Linked DNA regions of Sus scrofa: region 1 is linked to region 2. The links are chromatin contacts, called in public Hi-C maps. All regions are on one chromosome and are shown on one strand. Each heading gives the region's core, a stretch centred on a gene start, on an enhancer-like site or on the middle of the called end of the contact. The rest is flanking DNA. Distances are from core to core; before and after follow the strand shown. Region 1 overlaps ANKDD1A (ankyrin repeat and death domain-containing protein 1A). Region 2 holds the start of NARS (asparagine--tRNA ligase, cytoplasmic).

Region 1 (6,269 bases), core at 3,764-6,263, 210 kb after region 2:
TGGTGTTGGTCACAGATGTGGCTTGGATCTGGCATTGCTGTGGCTGTGGTATAGGCCAGCAACTGTAGCTCTGATTCGACCCCTAGCCTGGGAAACTCCATATGCCGCAGGTGCAGCCTAAAAAGACAAAATTTAATAAATAAATAAATAAATAACCTATATTGGGAAAAAGAATGGATATATTTATATGTGTGTGGAAAATGGAGTAACTCAGTCTCAGCCTAGTTACTCAGCCTAGCCGCCATGTTGTTCCAGGAAGGACTGTTATCTAATCATAACTATGCCTGTGAATGTGCAGTAGAATTCAATGACCACCACCCCTTATGTAACGCCTTGGCAAATTGCAGGCTTTGTTCTGTACCAGTATAAAAGGCGGACAGGACTTTCTGCACCACCATCATTTGTGAAGCCATTAAGGGGATGTCTGACATACCCAAGGTGCCTCTGCTCTTCTTCAGATTGCCTGAATCCAGATTGAACCAGCCTTGTCTCGAGAGACTGCAATACATAAATATACCAGATTCACTCTGCTGTACACCTGAAACTAATACACTGTAAGTCCACTATACTCCAATAAAATTTTAAAATACAAATAAATGTTAAAATAAAATCAAATTTTTTTAAAGAAGCACATTAAACACATCAGAATGGGTAGCACTTCAGACACTGGAGGATATCCATGTCTTCTTCTCTTTGCCTTTTAGGCATTTACAGCCTCTTTCTATCTGGGGATAGTGGGGTCCCAACATCTCTACCCCAAGGCAAGAAGACATTACTGGTTCTTGGATCAGAGGAAATATCTTTCAGTCATTAGTGTAGTTCAGAAAGGCTTCCTGGAGCAAGAAGTACTTGGAATGGCCTTCAAAAAATAATATAATGATAATAGCTAAAAATTAATGAGCCCCATGTTAAGACTTTGTGTGGATTATCTCATTTTGTCCCCCAAGCCACCCTATGAAATGGACATTATTATCATCATATGATGGAGGGAGAGCTGAAGCACAAAGAGGGTAATAACTCTCCCTACCTCGCAGGGTAAGTGATGGAGCCAGGGTTCTAACCCAGGTGATCTGATTCAAGAGCCACAGCATGAGTATCTGGTAGGTGGACAGGACCTTGATGGAGTCAAAACTGCAGACAGCTGGTGGTAGGTCACTCTCCAAGCCCTGGGCTCCCAGGTGGAAGCAGAGATCCCAGGGAGCATAGGCTGGCACAGCTGCCCAGCTGCCATCCTTGATGTCCATGGCCCTGAGCAGCTTTATCACCTTCCTCCTGCATCCACTGCTGCCTGGAAACAGTCTATGTCTCCACACTTTCCCTGGGAAACCTGGAGGTGAGACCCAAGTGAGTCAACATTAGAGAAACTGTGGGATGTGAGTGACTGACAGAAGCCTGGCCATCCCCACAAGACCAGTCCCCCCACCCAGGCCAGGCCACACCCATCTGGTGCTTCAGGGTAAGCACAGAAGGTCCTATGGGCTTCTTCTAGGAGGCCTCCCCAGCCTTCAGTGCTCCCACAGTCTGGCCAGGGATATTTTTTTTTTTGTCTTTTTGTCTTTTTAGGGCTGCACCCATAGCACATGGAGGTTCCCAGGCTAGGGTCGAATCGGAGCTACAGCTGCCAGCCTACGCCACAGCCACAGCAACGTGGGATCTGAGCCTTGTCTGTGACCTGCATCACAGCTCACAGCAATGCTGGATCCTTAACCCACTGAGCGAGGCCAGGGATTGAACCTGCAATCTCATGGTTCCTAGTTGGGTTCATTAACCACTGAGCTACTATGGGAACTCCTAGCCAGGGATTTTTTTAATTCACTATCTCATTTAATCCTCACAATAATTCATCACCCCTATTTAATGGATGAAGGAAGAAAAGCTCAGAAAAGTCCAATAACTTGTTGAGGTCACAGCAGCAAATAAATAGTGGTAGAGGCTGAATTCGAACTCACTGCACCACACTGCCATTTCAGTCTAGACCAAATTGGCCCATTGTCCAATCCCTACCCATCCTTCAAGTTGAATTCCAAAGCACCAACCCCTACACTCCCAGCCTCCCAGGAGAGCTCCCTTGCAGATACTATAACTAGCTGGTGATCTAGGTGAGTCCCTTCACCTCTGTAGGTCTAGGTCTCCCCTCATCTGTAAAACCAATGGGTTGGAGGTAGGGTCTATGAGCCATCCAGCCCTGATGGTCCCTGGTTGGATAAGGCACTTGATCACTCAAGAAGGGTTAAGGGCCCCCAGCCCTGATGGCAGGTTTCTCCACGAGATGGCCCTCTTGGCATTTCTTTGTTCTTCATATATTGAGAAATTAGAGAGGGTTTTTTTGTTTTGTTTTACAAAATAGAACTGTGACTCATGTTTCACAATCTACCTAGTCGATTTCATGCTCCTTTGTTATTTGGGTGACATTCCGTTAGAAAGACAGAATCCCAGGCCCTACGCCAGACCGACTGAATCAGAACCTGCATTTCAACAAGATCTCTGGTGATTTCTGTGCCCATCGAAAGATGAGAACCACTGCTCTAAGCTGTCAACACCCCTTCATTTCAAGCAATCATTTTCAGGCTTTTATGCCTGTTTTCCCCAAGCAGGTCTAATTAATCTCCTTGAGCTGTCGTCATTTCCTGAGCACCAGCTGTGTACCAGCTACTGTGTCAGTCCTTTATCAGCATTATCTCATGTACGCTTCCAACCTCCCTGCCATGCTATTAACAACCTCATTTCCAGGGAGAAAACTGGAATGCACAGACAGTGAGTCACAGGCGCAAGGTCCCACGGCCAGTAAGTAGCCAATTCAAACCCAGCACATGTGTCTCCAAAGCCAGTGTCCTTGGGCCCTAAGCTAATACAGACACTGTCATTGAGGGCAGGGCTGGCTTATGTACACCCTCCTACCAGGGAATGGGCATGAGCCAGTTTCAGCACACAGTCCATGATGGCCCTTATCACTTCACAGTGGTGGGTATGTCCCTCTCGGAGCCCCCAGAGCTACTCACAGGAAGTCTGGGGGGCTTCGTTGGCATTCTGTCCTCAGAGAAGCCCAGGACTGCAGTGCACACTGCCTGCTCCTCTTTCTGAGATGCCCTGTCCTGGGCCTCTCAAGGGTACCCACACCCTGGGGAACACAGTGGGAGATGAGGGGCACAGGAAACTGCAATCAGAACTTCAATTTTACATGATGCCTGAAGAAGTGGGAAAAAAATGCATTTTTCTTAATACCACCATGTTTATATGAGCAGGATAGTAAGATGCAAAAATCCAGTGGGTCGCTTTGGACAAGGCCCCTGAGCTTTGGGTGTTTGCACTGTTCTACCTTTGGGGTATTTGGAGGGGGATATTTGGGGGAAGCCAAGTCTTGGCTCTGTTTTTCTCTTGTCCCTAAAAGGATGCAGAGCCCACTTTCCCACTGCATCTCCAGTCCCCACCTCACACAAAGCTGCCCCCCCAATACACACACACACACACACACACACACACACACACACACACACGTGTTCCAAGGTCATTCTCAAAGCTGACAGTATTCACACAAGCTGCCCCCATTCCTTTGGCATCAGGGACTGTAGGGTTGAGCAACAAAAAGGATATGTAATTCAGAGACAACCAGGACTGACAAGGATGGAGAGAGGGCCTGAGAGTGCAGAGCTGGGGCTTGGTGTGGGGGTGTGTGGGACAGCCTCAGGACCTGTTTGTGTGTGAGACAGAGGGAAGTGACTGGCCTTATCACTGATTAAAAATAATGAGGGGGAATTTCTGTCATAGGTCAGGGATAACAAACCCATCTAGGATCCATGAGTATGCAGGTTCAATCCCTGCCTTGATTAGTGGGTTGAAGATCTGGCGTTGCTGTGAGCTATGGTGTAGGTTGCAGATGTGGCTTGCGTCTTGCATTGCTATTGTTGTGGTGTAGGCCAGCAGCTGCAGCTCTGGTTCCACCCCTAGTCTGGGAACATCCATATGCTGCAAGTGCAGCCCTGAAAAGCAAAAAAATGAAAATTTAAAAATAATGAGGAAATATCAAAGTGAGGAAAAACAGATGGAAAACTTAGTTTGACTGTGGAAAAACAATGCCAATAATAGTTGTTTATGAGCTCTACATATCATTTTAGCCTTTTAACTTGGTAACCTAGTAATGATGCACACTATTTCAAATGTCTTCTTTTTTTAATTCTCGGAGAGGAAAAAAAACAATAAAATTAAACTTGTGAAAGCTCCTTCAGCAGAACGAAATTTCCTCTGTCCTGCTTCAGGGCCTTTGCACTAGCTATTCCCTTTTGCTTGGGCAATTCTTCCACACCCCCTTTCCATGGTTAGCACATCGTCATTTTTCAAGAATGACCTCAGTGCCAATTTTCCAGGGTTAATTTTGCCACCCCAACCCTCATTGTCCCTCTCACAGCAGCCTTTTCCTCCAGAAAGTGGTCATAATTTGTAATACTGGGACACAAATGCAACACTGAGACTACCTATTCCTACTCAGAGCCCATCGCCCTGTCATTTCATACTCAAAAGAAATGCTGGCCCGTTCCAAAGCCCTGAAAAACAATGCAAATGATACCGTCTTTGTCAACAGTTTATTTACGGCAAGTTCACTATAGGAATTATAATAATTTCACATGCTATTAGCCTATAGGATAATGTCTCTTAAGCTAATGAAGAAATAACATCCTTTAAATAAATGATAGATTAATTACACTAGTGTTCCAGGCAAAGGCAGGTGAAGAGACTAAAGTCCAAATACAGCTGAGGTGTACCCCAAATATAGCTGAGGTGTACCTTTGTCACCAGTTTTGGTTTCTCCAGAGAGAGAGCTTTGCCAATGGAGAGCTACATCCAGCTACCAACGCAAAAATAAAAGTAACCTGTTGCTAAAGCACGTTGCTAGGCAACTATGGTGTGTGTGTTGACTGGCAGGCAGATGTTCTAGGCTGCATGGTCTGTCACCATGGCCCATAGAGGAGTAGCCTTTACCACAGCAGGAGCTAAAGCTCCAGCGTCTTTGGAGAGCTAGATCAGCAAGGGGTGGCTTTCCCCAGCGGAAACTCTAGGTATTTATAGTCTAAATGTGCCTCTGCCATAGCTGCTACTCCACATTCTTATCTGTAAACCCCCATGGGGCCCCTCGGCAGCTGAGCTACTAAGTGTTTATCAACAGCAGCAGATGAAATGATGACATCCTGACACAGCTTACTTCACTCTCATATCAAAGCAACTTTACTTCTAAAGACAACGTTGGGGTTTTTGTTTAATTTTGTTTTGTCCATGACATAAATAGATAAAAACAACTGCACGTAAGTCATAAACTAGTTTGAAATCACCTCAAGCTAATACACGAGTGGCAAGGGATTCAGGGAAGCAAGGAATTCAGCAAAACTTCCTGCAAAGCTCATTTCAGGATTTCCTTCCCCCAAGGTCCATTCATTCCAGTAGGGCTCCCACTTCTCCTCTGCCTTTTCTCCTAACCAGACTCTTTGTAACACCCAAATGTCCTCTGCCCAGCCTCGTTTTTCATATAGAACAATTTTGCCTGCTCACCTCTCCTGCCGCCGGGATCTCTTCCACTGCCCCAGCATCCCTACAGAGTGCCGGCAAGTAGTCAGTCTCTCTCTTCAGAGGAGCTGTAAAGACTCATAGCTCAATACTTTTGAACATGCCATGTGCATATTTGTTCACTTGCTTGTTATCTACCTCCTCCACTTCCCTTTAAGCACTTTTGTTCACCATTAAATCACAGGGAGGGAGGGAGAGTGAGAAGGATGGTGGAGGGCAAGTCTCAATGGCACCGGACTCTCCCAAGTTGACAGGAGCCTTAATGTGAAGGCTCCAGAAGTTCCAGGTGCCCCAGGTAACACTTGGAAGGAGTTCAGAAACCCCTGGATCCTATTCCTATCTCTGACTTGGCTGGGTCTGGAGGCTGCTCCAAGTGGTAGCCTGTGACCACAGAACATCTCCCAGGCCCAAAGGACTGCTCAGAAGGGCCCCTGGGGGCCCAAGGTCTGGACTGCGAGGCTCCAGCTGGGGCAAAAGGATCAAGACAAAAAATGATGTTTTTTCTCCTAATATTTTTAGAAAAATTCAAACCTACACAAAAATGGAAAGAATAATGCCACATTTTAGTATTTTGCCATATTTATCTTACCTAAGAGATGTGAGTTTTGTTAAAAAAAAAAAAATTTACTATGGAAAATTCCAAATATACACCAAGATAGAATAAATAATATAATGAACCCCACATACCTATCATCCAGCTTCAATAATTAACAATC
Region 2 (6,967 bases), core at 48-2,547:
GTGTGACCTGGATCCAGTCTACATCTTGGAACTAAACCCACCTGAACTTGGTCCAGATCAGCTGACTCCTAGATAGACCAGTGAGAATAAATGATTGTTGTGTTGCCTCTGAGTTTTGGAACATTTTGTTACACAGCTTTATCAGGACAGTAGTGACCGATAAAAGCCCCGTTACTCAGAAGCAGCTGGCTTAAAAGAGGAGCTGAATAGCCTATTGGGAGGCAGTTAAAACACACTGCAAGGTGTCAGACAATGTTTGATGCAATCTCTCACACAGTGGAATGTATATTATTATGATTATTTTGTGTGTTTTTTGGTTTCAAACAGTTCTCCAGGTATTTTCATTTCTGTGAAGCACTTGAAATGTCTATGACCCACACTGAAGCCAGAAGGCAGAAATCTTTACTGTTTTTTTTTTTTTGGTTTTGTTTTGTTTTGTTTTTTGTCTTTTTGCTATTTCTCTGGGCCGCTCCCACAGCTTATGGAGGTTCCCAGGCTAGGGGTTGAATCGGAGCTGTAGCCGCCACCCTACGCCAGAGCCACAGCAACGCGGGATCCGAGCCGCGTCTGCAACCTACACCACAGCTCAAGGCAACACCGGATCGTTAACCCACTGAGCAAGGGCAGGGACAGAACCCGCAACCCGCAACGAATTCCTAGTCGGATTCGTTAACCACTGCGCCACTACGGGAACTCCAATCTTTACCGTTCTTTGCCCAAAGGAAGGACAAACTCTCCTAACACCAGTGAAGACCACATGAAATGGAAGTGAGAGAAGGGACGACAGCTCCAGGGCAACTGCAGACAAGACCCTCTGCCTGCCTCCTGCAGTTTCTACCCCCAGTAATAAAAACAAAGCAGTCAACCTCTTTCCTAGAGTGGTTTGCTCCTCATCTACCCACAGCCCGTACTGAACTTGCCCCTGCCCCCTGTGTCTGGTCCCTGGCCCGTACATGTCACTACCAGAATGTAGGTAAGATGCCATGCTGGCATCCTTCCAGGGCACTCAGCACAGCTTGCACTCAGTAAGCGTTTGCTAATTATCTGTTGGGCAGACAGTTTAGTCCAACCTCCTTCCGGAAGCAGAACTTTACTTACAGCATCGTGGAAACAGTCACTTCCAAGAACAAATTGAAATTTGTCGGTGCTTATAGTGAATGAATGCATGCAGTGAATGGTATTGTTTTTCTCTCCTCCTCAGACCGCCCAGCTGGGGCGCCCTCTTCTTGCGGTCCTCGATATTTCGCCCCCGCCCATCAGGGTTGTTCTAGTCTCTGGGTAGAAGCCTCCTCCGCTCCACCGGGAGCCAGAAGCGAATCACGGTCCTAACCCTGTTATGGCCCCCGCGGGCCACCGTAGCGGGCCGCTGGCTGGGGCCCAAGGCCCGCAACTTCCGTGTTGCCATGTTGTCTCCAGGCACTTTTGCCTTTCCACACGTGGTCTTAACATTTCCGGTTCTGCGCGGCACCTCCCCTGTGAGTAAGGGAGGCTGGATCTCAGGCTTGTTTGAGCACAGCTTTCCGTGCGTTATCTTGGAGCAAGCGCGCAGGCTTCTTTAGCGCTTTTTTATGCACTAAAGTTATTTGCTCCTCAAGACGTTTCGAAGAGAGAAGAGGCAAAAATCACTGTAAGCGTTTCTAGGACACTTTTCCCCAACCCAGGGCCGGGAACGGGGGCTGGGGTGTGGGGAGGGGAAGCTTAGTGTTTGCCTAGATAGCGAAGCGGTCAAGCAATCGAAGAAAATCTCAGTAATGTTTGAGAAAATCTCAGTAATGTTTAAAATCGATTTGACACTGCAAACAAAAAGTGGGAATTATCATTACAGTGACACTATTAACTTAGAAAACTGGAAATGTAACTTTTTGCTTGTAGAGTTAAATTTAAGCATTTAGGTTTGCTCGTTAATTTATTTTGGCGGCCCCCAGGCTCTTTCGTGTTTGTAAACTGCTAGCTTTGTCTTTAATCTCTTCCTGAAAAGTTAAAATGAAGGACACTATAAAGTGTCCTTCATTTTTCTTGAAGGCGGGTGACTAATGGGGCACTGAAGCCAGATATCCTAGGACACAGGGCTCTTTCTGCCTCAGTGACTCTGCTCGGGTTCCTTAATCTCTCTGAGCCACAGGTTTTTCAACTGTAAAGTGATGATAATATTCTGGAAAGGCTGCCTTTGGAGGTTAATGTGAGATACAGAAATGCCTAGTGTGTGCTTGGCATCTAGTGAACTTTCTGAATTAGGATGTAAATAGTATTGCTAGTTAATCATTGTTCTTTTGTTCCATGATCCTGCTTAAATCAAATCTCAGGCCTTCAAACTGCTGAGGGATGCTGGTGGGACGGACCCATACCCCACTCCTAATGAATTCTGGCCAGTTTTCAAAGTATCTCAGACTCTGCAGATCTTTTCCACTGCCCCAACTCTCTCAAGAAATGACCCATCTCTTGCTTCACGCTGTTGAATAGGAGCTCTGATGGCCCTCCTTCAAAACTCTCAAACTTTCCAGGCTCAGCACCTGTCCTTACCTTCTGGTACAATGTAACCACAGCTGACCCTTGAACAACACAAATTTGAATTGATGGGTGGGTTTTTCCCCAGTAAATACCTAGTGCAGTAGTACAGGATCTGCAGTTGGTTGATTCCACCGATGGTCAGTTATAAAGTTATAATCTGATTTTCGGCTGCGTGAGGATTTGTGCCCTAACCCCTGAGTTGTTCAGGGCTCAGCTGTTGTATCCTTCCTCCTGTCTTCTCAGTCCTCCTTATTTCTCCAGTCTAATCTCTATACTCCAGCCAGGGCGAACAGTTGGAAACATAAACTCTCATTCTCCAGCTGGCAACCCTCCCTGACTTCTTTTGCTCTTAGGATCCACCCCAACCCCCCCCCGTAGGCTCACCAGGCTGTATGCTCTCAAGCTTTCTAAATGCACAATTCGTATCAGCCTGGACTCCTTTCTTTGAATTGACCTGGGTACAATGTGGGATTTGAGATAGTCTTGAAAGTTGAAGGTAGAGTCAAATGGTCTTGAAAGTTGAAGGTAGAGTCAAATGGAGGGGGGAGTGGGAAGCTTTCAGAACACAAGGGATTGTGTTCTCTGAAAGCAATGAGGGAGAACTCCCCCAGGTTATTTTGAAGAGCAATCATGGTATTAGTTTAGCAGGAGTTGAGGCTCCTGTGGGGTCTCTGGGGATCTCAGAGGCCCAGTGGATTTCTTGGTTTATGGTTGTGTGTGTATTTTGTTTTTGTTTGTTTTTGTTGTTGTTGGAGCAGATCATGAAAGTATTTTCACCCCAAGCCACAAAATCCTAAGAAACAGTCTGGTCTTGGACAAACCCAATAAATTGAAAAGAGCTCTTCTAGGTTCACATTTACTCAAGATGTTGGCAGTGATGGAATCCTGAGGCAAGTTTCCCAAAAAGTTGAACCATAAATATACCTTTAGAAAGAGTCCTTAGTGTCACCTCTGTTAAACTCTTCACTAATGATGCACGTTTATGTTGGTCACACAAAATTTAAATGAGGAATCTGAAGGTAGGTGAGAGTTCCCAAGTGGGTGGTAACGAGAAACCCTGTATAGGACTCCATAGGCTGGCTTACTCATTATGAAGCTTGGCTCAGCACCCATTTTGTAATGACCCTGCAAGATGATTCTCATTTGGCAAATTGACCTCTAATCTAAAGGTTGATTGTTAACACTTGAGAGAATTGATTCATGATGAGAAATGGTAGGCTCTGGAACCCTCTCACTTTGGCTTCACAATCCAGATCTAATATCTTGAATCCCCTGGCGGGAAGAAACAGAAACATTCTTGGGCTTGTGACAATACCTTGAGAAGGACTACTGTTTTTTTAACAGCATCAGGGGCCAAAGGAACATTGACAGTCTTTCCAACTGGAGATCCTAAATAGGTTATCTGGAGTGAGTGACCTATATCCTGAATTTGGCAGGAGCACCCTGGTTTTTTAACCACCGTATTTGGTCGGGAGGTTTGGATTTCTCTTCATGTTAGAATTTCTCTTCCTTTTATATTTATTGTAAACAGCTATATTATAATTTGATTCAGTTCTGAGGCCAAATTTTTGATAATTTAAAAACTATGAGTTATTTTTTTCCTATGCATCTTACTCCGGAGGTAATAATTACTTAGCTGAAATTGATAGGATAGCATAGAAGCAAATCTGTACTGGTCTCTGAATCTGGAACATTCTCTCACACTTCATTGGCGTTCCCACTTATTTATCATGACCTTAAGATGTTAGATTCTGAGGTCAAAGAAAACATGTGTGTATGTGAGTGGCCTAACAAAACACTGCTCTCAGTCTATAACCATGAACAAAAAGCCACCATGTCATTGGATTCCCAGTCACCCAAGAGGGCAAAGTAAAGAGCTAAGGATTGCTGATCTAATGAATTTGTGGGCTAGGGAAGTCCTTTGAGAGGATTTGTAACTTACAAGCAGGAAGAATATCAACACATACTACCCTTTTTCTGGCTTAAATATTATTTCTATTTTTGTTACTTAATTCTTGAAGTAGATAATATATATTCATATGGCTCAGAACTTTTAAAAAATGTTCAAAGAGTGAAGAAATAATTCATTTTTAAGTCTTCCCACTTTCTTGCTTTTTGCTTTAAAACAGCTTCTTTTGAGGTATAAAAGATATACAAATTGCACGTATTTAAAATGTGCAATTCACTATGTTTTAACATATGTTATATCTCTATTAAACCATCACCACAATCAAGATATTAAACATAATCATCACCCAAAAAAGTTTTTTCATGCCCATTTTTAATGCTTCCTCAAGCATTTCTCTGGTGACTAATGATTTGAGCATCTTTTCATGTGGTCTTTTGCTGTATGTGTATCTCCTTCCCCCAATATTTTGAGATGTAATTGACATAGAGTACTGTGTACAGCAAATTTTTGTTTCTGTTTTTTTTTTTTTTTTTTTTTTTTAAATGCCCGAATCCAAGGCACATGGAAGTTCCTGACCAAGTCAGGGGTCCAGTTTGAGCCACAGCTGTGGCTAACACCTAATCCTTTATCCCACTGCTCTGGGCTGGGGATCACACTCCATGCCTCAGCAGCAACCCAAGCTGCTGCAGTTGGATTTTAGCCCTCTTCGCCACAGCGGGAACTCCAGATGTACAGCAGGTTTAAAGTGTACAGTATAATGACATATATTTGACTTACTGATTACTGCAGTAAGTTTAGATAACGTCCATAGTGTCATATGGATATAACATAAGTGAAAAATAATTTTTCCCCTTGTGATGAGAATTCTTAGGATTTATGCTCTCAACTTACACAGCAGTGTTAACCATAGTCACCATGCATCCCTAGTTCTTCTTTATCCTGTAACTGGAAGCTCGTGCCTTTTGACCTCCTTGATCCAATTCCTCTCCCCTGCCCACCTCTGATAACCACAGTATCTCTTTTTCCATGATTTTTTTTTTTTTTGAAGTTCCACATATGAGTGAAAGCATCTGACAGTGTCTTTCTCTGCCTGCCTTATTTCACTTTAGCATAATACCCTCAAAGGCCATTCATGTTGTCACAGATGGCAGCATTTCCTCCTTTCTTGGGGCTGAATAATACTGCACTGTGTATATGTAGCACAACTTCGTTTTTCATTGGTCCATTTGGTGGACACCTAGGTAGTTTTCCTGTCTTGGCTACCTACTGTAAATAACCCACTTGTGAACATGGAGATGAAAATATCGCTTCCACACATTTTTGTTTTCTTTGGATCTATTTCCTGAAGTGGGATTGGTAGTTATTTATTTATTTATTTATTTTGCCCCATCTGAGGCATGTGGAAGTTCCTGGGCCAGAGATCAAACTGAACTGCACTTGCAGCTTGTGCCACAGCTGTGACAACACCGGATCCTTAACCCGCTGCACCACAAGGCAACTTCCTGATAATTCTATTTTTATTTCACTTCATTTTTTATTTTATTTTATTTTTTTGCTTTTTAGGGCCTCACCTGTGGCATATGGAGGTTCCAAGGCTAGGGGTCAAATTGGAGCTGCAGCTGCCAGCCTACACCACAGCCATAGCAATGCTGAATCCGAGCCATGTCTGTGAACTACACCACAGCTCACAGCAACACCGGATTCCCCACCCACTGAGAGAGGTCAGGGATTGAACTAGTCAGATACTAGCATCCTCGTGGATACTAGTCGGATTCATTTCCACTGTGCCACAATGGGAACTCCTTTTAATGTTTTGAGGAATCTTCCATACTATTTTCCACAGTAGCTGAAACAATTTGTAATCTAACCAAGTGTGCTCAAGGATTCCCTTTTCTTCATATCTTGGCAACATCTATTATCTTTTGACTTGTTGATGCTGGTTGTCCTAATAGGCATGAGGTGATACCTCATTGTGGTTTTGGTTTGGATTCCCCTAATGCTTAGGATGCTGAGCATCATCGTGTACCTACGGGTCATTCCTATATTTTGGACAAATCCTATTCTGGTTTTTTGCCTGTTTTTAATTGGGTTTTTGTGTGTGTGTGTGCTATTGAGTTATGCAAGTTTCCTGTGTATTCTGAATATTAATGCCTTATCAGATAGATTGCAAATACTTCTTTTCCAATCCAAAAGCTATGTTTTCATTTTGTGGATTTTCTTTTTTCTTTTTCTGTGAAGAAGCTTTCTGCTTTGATGCAGTCCCACTTGTTTATCTTTTATTTTGTTGCTTGATGTTTTGGTGTCATTTCAAAAAAATCACTGTCAAGACTTATGTCAAGGAGCTTTTTCCTGTGTTTTCTGGTAGGAGTTTTATGATTTCAGATCATGCAGTTGAGTCTTTGATCCATTCTGAGTTAATTTTTTTTTTTTTTTTTTTTTTTTTTTTTTTTTTTGTCTTTTGTCTTTTTGTTGTTGTTGTTGTTGCTATTTCTTGGGCCGCTCCTGCGGCATATGGAGGTTCCCAGGCTAGGGGTCGAATCGGAGCTGTAG

The links. Hi-C and Micro-C count contacts between places; a contact is called where the count stands out from the background.
Region 1: a Hi-C map of fetal liver shows a contact between it and region 2, with 2.3 times the contacts expected there. The contact joins the enhancer-like site here to the promoter of NARS in region 2. A contact is called at or near these places in 1 of 5 promoter capture datasets (fetal liver) and 4 of 47 Hi-C or Micro-C datasets (embryonic fibroblasts, fetal heart ventricle, fetal liver and 1 more).

Annotation. Positions count from the first base shown.
Region 1 is chr1:107,140,513-107,146,781 of Sscrofa11.1, forward strand. ANKDD1A (ankyrin repeat and death domain-containing protein 1A) reads right to left here. Exons shown (of 21, transcript XM_013992888.2): 5 at 1,028-1,327; 6 at 434-498. Among named protein-coding and RNA genes, the nearest start is that of ANKDD1A, 42 kb to the right of the region's middle. Within about 2 kb of position 5,014, at least 8 of the 83 cell types and tissues checked have an H3K27ac peak or open chromatin away from gene starts, as enhancers often do. A contact at or near this core is called in fetal liver, where this site is marked.
Region 2 is chr1:106,931,808-106,938,774 of Sscrofa11.1, forward strand. NARS (asparagine--tRNA ligase, cytoplasmic) reads right to left here and starts at 1,298. Exons shown (of 16, transcript XM_003121455.6): 1 at 1,099-1,298.